Regions from separate parts of the Oryza sativa genome. Here region 1 is linked to region 2. A link is a contact called in public HiCAR-type data. All regions are on one chromosome and are shown on one strand. Each heading gives the region's core, a stretch centred on a gene start, on an enhancer-like site or on the middle of the called end of the contact. The rest is flanking DNA. Distances are from core to core; before and after follow the strand shown.

Region 1 (7,805 bases), core at 443-2,942, 370 kb after region 2:
TTGCGGAAACATCCCAAAAAAAAGCAAATTCAGCAACGAAATTTACAAGCAAGCAAGAAGAAACAAGAGGAGTAGAGAGTTACAGATTGCAGTGAGACGATACCAGTCTTGATATTGTTGGGATTATTAAGCATTTTCCTGAAACCATTTCGGATCGTTGCTCAAAAATTTTCAACTTGATGCTGGGATGTGATTCGTAAATAGATCATACAGACAAGAAGCGCACTTTTTCCAAGAAATGGGGGCAAGATTCGATCAGATCATGCTCACGCCGCGACGATCGCTATCCTACTGAGCTAATTAGCATCTCGCCATCGACATAGAGAGAGAGATATGGAGATTAGTTGGTGCTCACCGAAGAGGCTCAAGAGGCGGAGAGCCAGAGGAGGAGGGCGCAGAGGATCAGCACGAGCGGGATGCAGTGCACGGCGCGCTGCAGCGCCCGCGCCCGCGCCGCCTCCCTCCGCCCCGCCGCCGACTGCGGGTCGCACGTCGGCAGCCCCACTCCTTCGATCTCTCCGCCGCCGCCGCTGCCGCCCTCCGACGACACGCGCGCCCCGCTCGACGACCGCCGCATCACCCCCGCCTCGGCGCCTCCTGTCCTCGCCGACCGATCAACAGCGCGGGGCGGCGAGGCGAGGCGACCGCAACACGCAAGTCGGCGACCCTGCGCTGCGCTGCGCGCGTGCCGGCGACGACGAGCTCCTCGCCTTCCTCTTCGCCGCCGCCGCCGCCGCCGCGTTGGCGTCGTCTTCTTGACGCGTCTCTGACCGGTTCGGCTAACTACCCACTCCTACTGCTAGATGGGCCCCACATCTCTCCTACTGATATTGAGCCCAACAAAGACCACGTATTATGGGCCTAAAGTTCCAGCCCATTTTATTTATGAAATAAGTTCACTTCAGATCCCTCATCTTAACGTCCCGTTTGAAATCGCGCGTCCCTGAACCACAATATCATATACTTCCTCCGTTTCACAAACGGATGAAGTATAATGTATCCCTCAACTTGTGATGCCATATTACACGAGGTCCCATAATAGTATTGTGCACCGGGTTCAACTAACGTGACGATTTGACCGCGATCAACTTGGCTGAGTTGGTGTGGGACCCACCTATCAGTCTCACACTCCTCTTTTCTTCTTCCATTTTCTTCTTCTTTTTCTAGGCTTCTCGCTCTATGCTCCATGACAGGACACAACGCGGCACCGACACCGGTGACCACCTAGACTCCGACGAGGATGGTGGTGATAGTGGCGAAGCACGGGTGCGTCCCTCGGACATTGGATAATCCGGTATTGCAGTCATGTTCTTTTCTCCAACAAGAGTTGGATTAAGATTAAGATTTTCGTGGCACGCGGTGCGTTTCGTGCAAAAACTTTCTATATGAAAGTTGCTCTAAAATATCATATTAATATATTTTTCAAGTTTGTAATAATTAAAACTCAATCAATCATATGTTAATACCATCTCATTTTACATAAAAAACTTAATCTTAATCTTCATCTTCGGACAAAAGAACACCATGCAAAAGTGAAAACTCGACGTAAAAATAGAGAAACCGAAAGTGAACTTATTTTATTTTATTTATGGGCTAGAACTGAGGACAAAATGGGCCCAGACGAAGAGAGACGGCCCATTTGGATTCTGGACTCTGCGAAACCAAAAATCCCACGGAGAGGAGGGCAGAGGTGGGAGCGAAAATATCCGAAGAGAGAGCTCGCGGAAATGGCGGCGATGGTGGGGGCGCCGCTCGCCGTGGCCGCGGCCGCCGCCGCGCCAGGGGCGCGAGTGTTCCTGGCACGGCCGCTCCTCCGCCGCTCGCCGCGGGGCGTCGCCTGCGCCCTTCGCCGGAGGCCCTCCAAGTACAAGGTCACCTCGCAGTCACTGCTTCCTCCTCTAAACCCCTCTTCTTCTTCTTTTTTTTTTACTGTAGATGTAGATAGAGTAGTGTAGATGAGATGGCGCCCTGCGAGCGACTGGAAATTCGGGTTGGTGAATTGCTGAATTTGTTGCGTTTTACACCTACTCATCGAGAGGAGTTGCAGAATCGTTTATAGTGTTTTCCTTATCGTACTGACCTTATCTTATTCTGTAGTTGGAGAATATTATCGATTTTTTTTTTTGTTTGTTGCATGCATATCTTTATCTCGGATGTGTTTGAGATTTATGTGTCTGTCCCCTAAATGTTCCCTCACGTAAGCTGTGGCTGGAAGGGTTGTTGATAAAATGTTATGTATTCCAGAATAAAATCCAGAATGAGGAGGTTGTAGTAGAGGATGATATTGGCGGTGGTGGTGAAGACGATGACGACGCGCTGGAAGCACTTTTTAAGCAGTTGGAAGAAGATCTCAAGAATGATGATTTGTCTGTTGAGGATGATGACGATGGAATTTCAGAAGAAGATATGGCAAGATTTGAGCAGGAGTTGGCAGAGGCAATCGGGGATATTGCTGATGCTGATGAATCTGGAGAGGGTTCGTCATTAGGCTCTGAGGCTTATGGGAATGATGAAAAAACGGATGAAATCAAACGGCCAGAGCTGAAAAACTGGCAACTTAAGAGGCTGGCTCGTGCTCTCAAAATAGGTCGCCGTAAAACTAGTGTGAGTAGATAAATATCCACTTGGATTCTAATTAATTTCCATTTCTGAAATCTGTTAGTTTCTGTTTGTAGGAAGCGTTCCTTTATAGTAGTAATAGGTATATATCCAAACTTTAAATTATCGAAGGTTTTTTTTTCTGTTGTCTTATATGAATTGTTTCCATTGCAGATAAAGAATCTTGCAGGGGAACTAGGCCTGGATAGGACTTTGGTCATTGAATTGCTCCGAAATCCACCTCCAAAACTTCTATTCATGTCTGATTCTTTGCCTGATGAAGACCCTTCTAAACCTGAAATCAAGGAAATAGAGCCCTCTCCAGTAGTTGATAACGCTGATGTCACTGAAACCAAGCCACAGACGGAACTTCCTGTTCATGTCATGTGCGCAGAATGGTCTTCACAGAAAAGATTAAAAAAGGTGCAACTGGAGACATTAGAAAGAGTCTACTCCCGAACCAAACGCCCTACAGTAAGTGAATTTTCCACTATGATCATCCTTTTCATTCAGTGGAGTACATTTCACTTCATTGCTTAAATTTTATGTTTGTTCTTGCATTGGATCCAGAATACAATGATCAGCAGCATAGTTCAAGTGACAAGCCTTCCACGGAAGACCATTGTTAAGTGGTTTGAGGATAGAAGGGAACAGGATGGGGTACCTGACCATCGAGTTGCATTCAAGAGATCCCTATCTGAGACCATAGCTAGTTGATAATTACTTCAAATTAGCATGTATGATGGTTTCCTCTTTGAACTATTTGCAAATTCTAAATTTGAATTTTTGAAGTAGAAGAATTTCTGCAAGCCCAATATGGAGTATGTTTTATATTAGTACTCCCATATCAACCAATGTGACAGGTACAACTCTTAATTGCCACTTTGATAATTTTATTTGTTGCACTCTGGACCACCATTTTGACTATTAGCTTCAGTGAAAGTCGGCTTGGGTTCTGTTGACCAGATCTTGATTTTCTGAATGATAAATGTCACAATAGATTCTGTCTTGTTCTTGCTTAGATTGGTTTTCTTATTGGAAGCAAGGCGTTTCACATAATCTTTTCTCTAGTCTGGTTTTTTGGGATATGTGCCCAGTAATCCCGTATATGTTTTTCTTTTATGCCAGAAGTATTAAGGGTGCGTTGGTTCCTGGGGGATTGGGTGAGAAAGCCCATTGTATTCCGCGCGCACACTTCCCAAACTACTAACCGGTGCATTTTTTGCAAAAATTTTCTATAGGAAAGTTGCTTTAAAAAATCATATTAATCTATTTTTAAAATTTAAAATAGTTAATACTCAGTTAATCATGCGCTAATGGCTCATCTTATTTTGCGTATCTTCCGAATCTTCTCAATCCACTTCTCCTCAAACTCACCCTAAGTGTAGGGATTTAAGATGAAGTTGTATGCCAGTAAGTTTGGGAAGGCAGCGACAGAGTAGCTGACACGATTGTGTTAAATGTTTTAACGTTCACATTTTTGAGTTGAATGTTTGTGGTCCACGATAGGTGACTTTTAGTACTCTATTAGATCAAACCCATGCTTTGCCTTACTTTAATCGAAATCGTGTTGCTATTTTCAATGTGAGTAGTTTGGGCTTGTGGTCAGCTCAGCTCTTTGCGTTGGTCATGTCATCATGAGAGGCTCATGTGTGAGTGACACAGAAGATTAGGTATATCTACAGGGTAGATATATTGTCACTTCTTTAGGAACACCAATCTATATTTATCAGTCTTTCAAAACTTTGCAACTCTATGATGATTTCTATTATGTAATATGAAATTGTTGCCATGTACTGTGGATTACTGGGGCAGATGGAGAAATTTCGGAGTTCATCAGAAGGAAACTATGTGGAAACAGGGGAGGGAGGTAGCATCTGGGGACCTGCAAGGCTGCAACACAGAGATAGTGAGGTTGGAAGGAATGAGAAAGACCTGTGGGGGCATGTGTGATTCAATCATTAGAGATATACTAAAAATTAGAGGGAGTAAACAGATGTTGGTGATTTACATATACATTAGATATTTATTCTGCACCTAAAATTCACCTGTCACCACTGAGTTAAAATCATGATCGATGCATTGTACCTTTGTTTTAGATGATACTCCCTCCGTTCCAAAATACTCCCTCCGTTTCGAAATGTTTGACACCGTTGACTTTTTAGTACATGTTTGACCGACCGTCTTATTCAAAACTTTTGTGAAATATGTAAAATTATATGCCTACATAAAAATATATTTAACAATGAATTAAATGATAGGAAAAGAATTAATAATTACTTAAATTTTTTGAATAAGACGAACGGTTAAACATGTGCTAAAAAGTCAACGGCGTCAAACATTTCGAAATGGAGGGAGTATAAGGCACAACCACTTTTAATCCAAAGACCAAGAAATAATTACTATCATCTCCTAGTTTGGATCACCCTAATAAATATAATGTATGCATACAATAGAATTAGAGATCTTGAGAGTAGAGGATTTAAAAAAGTAATAATTTAATGGAGAAGAGGTCCTAATTAATTATTTGCATGCATCCATGCCTTATATTATGGAACATCTAACCAAAGTAGTTGTGCCTTATATTATGGAATGGAGGGAGTATATGCACTGTACTTCATTTTGTCTAACAATGGTTGGTTGTCTGCTGGTGTTAACTGGAGCGGAATTAATACAATTGCCATTTGTCTTCACTTGTTTTCACTATGTCCACACGACTTTTTTCTTTAGATGTACTGTTCCTAACTAACTGATTTCTGGTAGAGATGGTAATCAAGGTTCGCACCCAACCCTTGTTGGTTATGTTCCTTCATTAACTGACTTTTGGTAGAGGCGGTCCAAATTAATGGCTGGACCCAACCCTACCCTTGTCAGTTGTATTAAGCATTTTTATGCCGACACATACTACACAATTTAGATATTTTTTCTATGGATCCTTTTGTGTTGACATATCATGGACAATCTTTTTCACACAGTAATGTGCACAAATTGCCAAAAGAATTTATGCATGCAGGGTCTTGTTGCTCTCAGCAAATTGTCCTCTTTTTATGGTGGTAATGGTCGAACTTCTTCAGCACACTTGGATTGGATTCTCCTCTTCCACATGCTTGTGATGGAAAAGTAAAACCAGAGGCATGGGGTTTAGACCAGAAAGGTGCATAGTTTAATCTGTTGAGTTTTACCGTACTGTTCTTCTACCTGTTGTTGATAAACTAATCCCTGCTTAACCTAGTTAGTTAATGGAAGACAGCCCCTGGTACCTTTCCAATGGCACCGGCTGTTGACTGCTCTTCTGTCTGTACATTAATGGCTGTCTCTTTTCAGTTCACATATATACACACATTGGAAGCCTGCAGAGGCAATCAACCCAACCCCAGGAGAAGAAGAGAACACACCGTTCAGTTCATCCTCACCTCTTGTTCTCCACAATTGCAGATAAGTTGCTTCCTCTTTTTTTGCAGAGAGGAGTGGTGGTTTTGGTGGTGCAGATGATGGCTGGCTTGCAAAGATCAGCGACAACATTCAGAAGGTCCGGTTCGTCAGGCCTGGTCTGGGACGAGCGGTTCTTGACCGAGGACGCAGAGGCGGCCAAGGCCGGCGATGGCGATGGCGGTGGCGGCACGGAGGAGCCCCAGCCGGAGCTCCGGCATTCCAAGAGCGTCGGGAGCATCGGCATGATGCGCCGTGTCGCTGCCGACGACGGCGACGACAGCGAGAAGACGACGAAGCAGCAGAGGAAGAAGAAGAAGAAGAAGAAGAAGGACGGTCAGAAGGAGGACGACAACCGCAGCCAGCAGGTGTTCAGGACCAAGGACATCGCCCCGGACGTCGACCCGCCGTCGCCGAGGGTGTCCGGCTGCATCCTCTGCTCCATCTTCTCCGGCTCCGGCTCGTCGTCGTCGGCGACGTCGCGCCGCGCCAAGCCGAGGAAGAAGTGAAACAAACGGGGTGACATATAAAAAACCATACATACCTTCCCGGTGGTGCTGCATCATCTGTTACTGTAAAGCCGTGTGAGCCATGGATCTGGGGCATGTCTATACACTCGAGTGACACATGAGTTTGTACTGCTTATAAACACATATATATTTGTCAGGTTAGTTTTTTTTTCTTTTTTTTACCTTCTCTTTTGTTCATCAGCTCCTCGATCCAGATCCATGGCTCAAACCCATAGTTATTAGAGCTTATTAGTACTAGCAACCAGCAGCTATTGAGATTTGGGTTGTTCTTCAGTTCTTTGTCTGGTACAATTCTTCTCTCATTTCTTCAGCTGCTGAGTGAGCCTTTGGATCTCTGTGATTGATCGATTGATTGCGTTGCATGTGAGTGAGCTTGAGGTGTGCTGTGTTGTCGCCTGTGTGGAGCAAAAACTGCTATAAAGAATTTGGCATGATTCAAAGGCTGGCTGGCATGCGTGCATATGGGGCATGTGGAGATGGTGTGGCGTTTGTGATTAATTTTGTGAGGCTGTTCTTGGTGGAAAGATGATGATGATTATTATTATTTTTGGTCGTTTTGTGTCGTGGGGATGTGGCGCACATGATCATGGTTCAACATGGGTGCAGATGGCATGGTCGGCATGGCGAAATTTCGCCGCCCTAGACACACCCGTACCTCTAGGTATGATCTCTCTCTCTCTCTCTCTCTCTCTCGCCCGATGCTCTAGGCATGATTTCTGATCTGGCATTCTTTTTCTTTATGAAATACAGAAAATACCTTCATCTCAAAATCTTGAATGGTGAGTATTTCTCCCCTGATTCCTTCGGAAAACAAACTAATTCTGATGAAATCCTTGTAAAATCATCCCTGAATTCCAAAAATACATTATTATGGTAAATCGGTGTTTTGGGTTTATACCATGTACTCCATCTGTCAAAAAAATGTAGCAATCTAGAATAAGATACGTAGTCTAGGATGTTATTAGACCTAAACCCATCTTAGATTATTACATTTTAGGACAGAGGTAATATATATTATTATCCATTGCAAAAGATGGATGGATTGAGCTGCAGACTCTATGATAATTGGATATAGTTTTGTTTGAAGCAAAGTCTAGGTTTTCCATGGAATATATATACACACCCTTACGAAACATTGGATGGATTCTTGGAGTGTACCGCGGTAGGTCCAGTTACCCTAATGCTGTCTAAGGCAAAACTAAGGACAAATTGATCGTTGATGAACTTTTTCTCAGTTACAAAAGCTGA
Region 2 (7,092 bases), core at 2,078-4,577:
GAAAAGTTGAAAGTTTGTATGTGTAGGAAAGTTTTGATGTGGTGAAAAAATTGAAAGCTTAAAGGAAAAGTTTAAAACTAAACAGGCTCTGTTTGACTTTGACATACTCTGCACTTCTGCAGTCCGCTTGTTTGGCTTGAGACCAACGGATTCGCAGTTGTCACTCACCGAACTCATTCTTTATTTTGAGCTGTAGCGATTTTATGAACAACGTGGCAAACCTTAGGACGCTCTCTTGTTTTAGCTTTGACAGCAGCTAGCTTCTGTTCTTCCAAGCCTATCCATATGTTGGCTAAAGAATACGCTTCCAACATAAGCTAATCCTCCGAAAACGACGCAGGTTTGCGGTGGCTTTCAACGGAAAGGGGCGGCACGCTGCTAGGAACGGATCGAAAAACGGGAAAACGAAGGGGAGAAAAACAGCGGGAGTCGTAACGAAACCGGCAGGCGCACTGCCGAGCGGATCGACCCCGACGCGCCGCATCACCACGCGCTCCGCCACCCGACCGCCCGACGGCGACGCCTCGTCGCGCCTCCAGATTTTTCTTTTTCTCGCCTCTCTTCCCCCGCGCGCCAACACGGGCGCGTGGTGGTGAGAGCGTGAGGCGAGACGAGATAAGGCAGCGCGAGGTCGGGGGGATTAGCGGATAGGATTACCACTTCTCAATACCACCCGCGAACGAGCGGGGCCGTCCACTACATTCTGAGGTTCAGCCGCCTCTGGTTCCTACATAACCTCAAACTTTCATTCCCTCTTCACCAGTTCCCCTTAAACCAATCACACGGTTGGATGGTCATGGAGATGACGACCATTGAATCGACCAAGCGAGCCCGTCTTTTACGACATCTTCGTTTTTTGATTCCATCGCTGTTTTGGGTCTTTTAAATTTTTTAGCATACCCACGTCCCATAATGTTTGATATTGGTTAATGCACTAATCAACACCACCGGGTTAGCCATACTCTGTTTGCCAGTTCGTATTGCTTGCTCTGTTTAACATACTCTGCAGTCAGCTTGTCTTACTTGAGACCAACGGACTCCAGATAATATCACTCAGTGAACTCGTTCTTTATTTCGAACTAGCTGGTTCAATGATTCTAGAAACAACTTGGCAACCCAAGCTCGTCTCCCATTTCGGTTTGACGGCAGCAAGGCTTCTGTTCTTCCAAGCGTTATCCATAATTCCATATGTTGGCTAAGAATACGCTTCTTACTTAAGCTAGACTTCGGAAAAAGACGCGAGTTATTAGAAAAGATTGCTGTGGCTTAATGGCGTGGCAAGAGACAGAAATCGCAGGCTCCCAGCACACTCCCGTCATAAAAAAAAACGAAGAGAAAAAACAGCGGGAGAGCCGTATCGAAACCGTCAGGCCGTATGGTGGATCCGGAATTCCGGATACATAAGCGCTGTGCCGCCGCCGTTCGATTCGATCGATCCGACGCGCGCGCCGCATCACCACGCGCGATTGCGTGGCAAGCTAGCTAGCGACCGCTCCGCCACCGTTCGTCAATCGTCACAGCCTCCCCCGCCCACGACGGCGACGCCTCGTCGCGCGCCTCCAGATTTTTCTTTTTTACCCTTCCCCACCGCTCGCGCGCGCGAGAGCCAGCCAGAATCAATCGCGAGGGTGAGGCCGGCTGCGCGAGACGCGGGGGGCCCCTGGGCCCTGGCGTGGCGAGACGAGACGAGATAAGGCAGCGCGAGCGAGGTGGGATTAGCGGATAGGGCTTACCACTTCCCGACACCACCCGCGAACGCGCGCGCGGTGATTCCGTTCCACTTGCGTTACTACCGGGCCCTGCGAGGGCAACTAGGCAGGCATGCAGGCAGGCGGCTGTCCGGATCACCGGAGAAACCCACCCGTTGTTTTTCTCCTCCCGTTTATTTTCTTTCGCTCTCTAATAGTCTAATCTCGCGTACGTCGCTGTCGCTAAAAATCCCGGGGGCGGCGCGACGTTGCGCGTGGTGTAGCGGAACTGCGTGCACAGCACAGGCACAGCAAACAATTCTCGGTGTGGTCATGATGCCTAGTACTACTATAGTAATCCTTCCCGGTCCCGGCGTTTAGCAATGAACTTGACACGACGCCGCTAGTTCGGCAGCAAGCACGTTCACGCGCCGTCCGGCTCGCTGGACTTGACGTGTGGCGCCGGCCGGCGGCCGCGCGGCTGCTCGATCGCGGGATCGATCCGTTCGTTCATGGAGGCAGGCCGAACCCGGTCTGACCTTAGCTTGGCCGCGGCGGCTTCTGCTCCTGACGCCGTGACGCGTGCACACTCTTCGGCAATAATGAGCCTCCGAGTCTCCGACGTGTGGCCAGGAGGAGAGAAAACCGTAGCGTTCAGAGACGGCACCCGGCTCGCCGCAAAGCGTATACAGCTTCACGGGACGCGGCACATCAACCTGTTCAGTGGCGCGACTCCACGGGCGGCACGCGCGCGATACCTGCGCTGAGCCCTACACGTGTGCGACTGCGTGGAGAGGAGACAGTGCTAACCGAAATAAAAACCGTGCTACTAGTAGTAGCAGTAGTGAAATTGAAATATGGAAACATGATTGCACAGAGCGTGTTTACTACTCTTATTGCTACTAGTACGTGTGTTTGTAGAAGACCGGCGGAAAGTGTGAGGAGGGTGACAAGGGGAATCCGGAATCCCCAAATCCAAGCGCACGGATTTTTGGAGGTCATGTGGGCCCAATTTGTTGGCACAGGTGTCCGTAGAACTATAACAGCTCGGTCTTTTGTTGCATTTGCGTGTACAGTACTACTAGTAAAATTGTAATGGTCGTGTCATGTCGTTCTTGTTTTACTTCCTGTGAAGTTGGCAACACCCGACGAAGGATTTTTGCTGTTTTCCTGGTGCAGATTGCAGAACGAAGCAACAGTTTCCATGTCGTATAGTGGAGTACTAAGCAGTTCGTTAGCCAAACGAAGTTGAACTAAGCATGACGACGGTTGAGATAAACCTCCACACAAACAGGCAATTCCCACAAACAGCCTCATCCCTTTACCTCGGCCAACATAAAAAGGATACTGCATCCGATGTGGCATTCTTACCCGAAACAGAGTCTCCCAAAATAAAACAAACCATATCATCTACTGGTAGATTAGTCTCAAAAGAGCTAATCTACTCAATTTTACACGTCACAGAGTCAAAAAAAAAACTAGAAAAAGCCAAACTGAAAGAAACATAAACCATAGCCGTGCAAGCAACGGGGCCCACATAAACCCCCCAAAAAAATCACGCAATCCATCCATCCCTCCATCCGCAGTCCGTTCCCTTCTTTCCCCTTGTATAAGTAGCGGATGCCACTCCCGCCACTCTGCCTTACACAAAACACATCAAACACACCAAGCTCAGACAAGAGAAGAGAAGAGAAGCCAAGAAATCATCATCATCTCACGCATTTCTTGCTCGAATTCCAGCTCGATTGAGCATCATGGGTTACAACGAGCTGATTCCGGGGTTGCCGGAGGAGGTGGCGAGGGAGTGCCTCATCCGGGTGGGGTTCGACCAGCTGCCGGCGGTGCGCCGCATCTCGCGCCAGTGGAAGGCGGAGGTGGAGTCGCCGGCGTACAACCGCCTGAGGAAGGCGGAGGGCCTGGCGCGCCCGGCGCTCGCGCTGGTGCAGGCGCGGCGTGAGCTCGCCGAGGCGGGCCCGGCGGCGGACAAGCAGTCGTCGGCCGGCGGTGTGCCGGGGAACTCGTACCGGATGGTGCTGTTGGACCCGGCGGAGGGGAGGTGGACGCCGCTGCCGGAGGTGGGTGGAGCGAGTGGGAGCTTGCCGCTGTTCTGCCAGGTGGCGGCGGTGGATGGCGGTGTGGAGGGGAGGAAGCGGCTGGTGGTCGTCGGCGGCTGGGACCCGGAGACGTGGGCGCCGACGGACTCGGTGCTCGTGTATGACTTCCTCACGGGCGCGTGGCGCCGTGGCGCGGCCATGCCGGGCCCGCGCCGGTCGTTCTTCGCGTGCGCCGCCGTCGGCGGGAAGGTGTTCGTCGCCGGTGGCCACGACGAGGAGAAGAACGCCCTTCGATCGGCGCTGGCGTACGACCCGGACGCCGACGCGTGGGCCGCGCTCCCCGACATGGCGGAGGAGCGCGACGAGCCGCGCGGGCTCTGCGTCGACGGCAAGTTCCTGGTCGTCGGCGGGTACCCGACGCCGGCGCAGGGGCGATTCGTCGGCTCCGCCGAGTGGTTCGACCCGGCGACGTCCACCTGGTCCGCCGTCCAAGAAGGCTTCGTCGACGACGGCGCGTGCCCGAGAACCTGCAGCGCCGCCCCCGAGGCCGGAGACCGCATGTACATGCTCCGCGACGGGCACCTCGTGGCGCGCCACGGCGCCATCTCCTCCGCCCCCGCGGCGTGGCGGCCCGTGGCGCCGGTGCCGGAGGACGCGCGCACCGCGGCGGCCGTTTCCGTCATCCCCGACGGCCGCGTCGTGGTCATCGGGTCCGACTGCCACGGCGGCGACCAGACGGTGTACACGCTGCGGGAGGAGGCCGGCAAGCCCGCGTCGTGGGCGCGCGCGCCGGCGCCGCCCGAGTTCTCCGGGCACGTCCAGGCCGCCTGCCTTCTAGAAATCTGAAGCGTATTACAGAAACTAAATTCCGTGTATAATTGTGTATCCATCTATGTACATATCACATATGTGTGAGTAGCAGAGTTCGAGTTTGTACAGCAACTTTTGCGAGGAAAAAAAATGGTTAAACGAGTGTATCAATTTTGAAATTTTTGATCAAATGACAGTGTGTGTTTGTAACAAACACACGCCTTTTCGCAGCTTGTGTTTGTTTGTTTCAGTACAGTTGGAATGTTCGTGGCTTCTAGAAACCGTTTCGTTGCAAAAGGCAAGCTGCTTACCTCGAGCGGAGACGCTCTGCTTCGAGATCGCAGTGTTTGGAAGCTTCTGGAATGGCTCAAGCACAGCGAATCTGACAATACGACGAGGAAGTAATGAATCCCCTTTGTCGTATCCGAACACATCCTGTGTCGTCTTCTCGCCGCATTTACTGCTGCTCCTTTCTTTCCCATTCATTTTTTTTCCAGGGCCAAATTCGCACTGAATTCATGCCCACAAGTACAGTACTCCCTACTCCTGAAACACAGGAAAAATCCCGTTGTGCATAGGCCATGTTTAGTTCTAAATTTTTTTTTTCAAACTTCTAACTTTTTATCACATCAAACCTTTTCATACACACAAATTTTCTATCACATCGTACTAATTTCAACCAAATTTCCAAACTTCAGTGTGAACTAAACACAACCATAGTTGAAATCTAGCTAAATAAAAGCAATTTTACGATTCTTAAGAAGATGCCATGAGATACCATTACCTATTTACTATGAGACTCTAAATATACAGTAGAAAAAGTACGCAGAAACCCGGGTGTGTGGTTTCCTGTCTAGTGGAGGTGAACATTTTTGACTCAAATCTGCAATTAACCCGGTGAAAGAGTCGGATCCAATCCACTGCACCCGACACCTGAGCAGCGCGGCAAAACCGCGCGCGAGCCACCATAAACCGCGACAAGTGGGAAGAATGCGATAGGGACACCATCGGTGAAGTATCCCTTCCAAGCCGCCAGCGCTTGCTTTGCTAGCTTGCTTATTATCCGGTTTTTTGGAACGGCGGCTGCTGCTCGACGGATTGGTCGGCGAGACCACCGCAGCGCAGCCAAATCCACATCCACTCGCCCGCCGCGTACGTGATGACGACGCCGCTGGTCGCGGTCGGGTGGATGGATATGCGCCGGGAAACAGCCGGCCGATCTCCTTCTCCGTGTGTGCTCAATTAATTCCGCGCGTTGTTTGGATCAGATCGACGTCAGTGTTTTTTTTTTTTTTTGGTCTGATTGGCCTGTTGAGAATAGCCAGAGGGGTGAGAGTGAGGCAGTGCTTTGACTGAGCACTGGAGCAGTGTGGTCGGCAAGCGTGGAGGTCAATGAGACGTGATAACTTGGAATTTGCGCTGTACTACGACGGATTAACTCTACTCCCTTCTTTTAAAAAAAAATCGAACTAAAAGATGACCCCACCTGGTAAAATAGACAATCTTTTTTATCGAGATTTGCTATATAGAAGGGGTTATATTTTCTATTAAGTTTTTTTATATAAAAAAAGTATTTACTCTGTCCTTATAAAAAATTAAATATAATATATGATATTTAGTACTACAAATGTGTACAATCTTTTATACAATCAACTGCACCAACCGGCATGTAACCTACCTGCACAATTGCACAAGGCCTACCCGTCTGGGTGACCGGCACACCGAGGACCGCCGATGGCATGCGTGCGCACAGGGAGCAGGGAACAATAAACTTCGATATGTAAGGGCTTGTTTGGTTTGAAGTCAATTTTTGCCCTACCAAAATCTTGGTAGCGCCAAAATATTGGTAAGTTTTAGCACTACCAAATTGGGTAGTGTTGAATTTAAACTATTGTGGACAAAATTTGGTAACAAACCAAATATGCACTTGCTATTATTAAAGTTACTAAAATTTTGGTAGGGCAATAAGTTGATATTAAACAAAACACGAGATAGGGGTGTTATTGGCTGATGATTAGGATTGGCCAAATTATGTCTAGATTTTTTTTAAAGGACGAAGTTAGTACAGTATTGTTTATATGCCCGGTTATGTTTAGCCGTTTACGGCGAGCAAAGAATCAGAAACCGTAATGGATAAAATGAATACTCCCTCTGTACGTATATATAAGGGATTATGCTATTTTAGAAAGAATTAAGAAAGTGGAAGGGGGTCAAATCATTGACAAAAGATGGTGATCATTGAGGAAATAAACAAGTAAAAGTAAAGGTTGGAGTGGTATTTAAACTAGCACATGAGTTGATGGATGGAAGATAAAATATTGTCTAGGGATCCCAAAATTCCTTATATATTTAGATAAAATATTAGAACAATATCCTTTATATATTTGGACAGAGGGAATACACATCAATAAATAGCACGTGTGAGTCAGTGAGTATGCGACAAATTTCATAATGAACCGCATCAAAGTAATTACTACCTCCGTTCTATTTAGATCCTAGGTTAGTACAGTATATTTTAAAATGGAGAAAATAGTACTCCC

What was found. HiCAR-type assays count read pairs that join an accessible place to other places.
Region 1: a contact with region 2 is called in a HiCAR-type map of leaf, with 2.4 times the contacts expected there. The contact joins the promoter of LOC4341453 here to the promoter of LOC4341426 in region 2. A contact is called at or near these places in 1 of 15 Hi-C or Micro-C datasets (seedling) and 1 of 4 datasets of contacts at active chromatin or transcription factors (leaf).

Annotation. Positions count from the first base shown.
Region 1 is chr6:24,582,681-24,590,485 of ASM3414082v1, forward strand. It overlaps LOC4341453 (protein OVEREXPRESSOR OF CATIONIC PEROXIDASE 3), which reads left to right and starts at 1,693. Exons shown (of 4, transcript XM_015788133.2): 1 at 1,693-1,871; 2 at 2,245-2,604; 3 at 2,773-3,072; 4 at 3,169-3,513. The coding sequence starts at 1,728. The coding sequence ends at 3,315. LOC9267613 (a long non-coding RNA gene) reads right to left here and starts at 801. Exons shown (of 2, transcript XR_010741815.1): 1 at 356-801. LOC4341454 reads left to right here and starts at 5,959. Exons shown (of 1, transcript XM_015788134.3): 1 at 5,959-6,830. The coding sequence starts at 6,087. The coding sequence ends at 6,536.
Region 2 is chr6:24,215,625-24,222,716 of ASM3414082v1, forward strand. LOC4341426 (F-box/kelch-repeat protein At1g80440) reads left to right here and starts at 3,328. Exons shown (of 1, transcript XM_015785733.3): 1 at 3,328-4,782. The coding sequence starts at 3,443. The coding sequence ends at 4,588.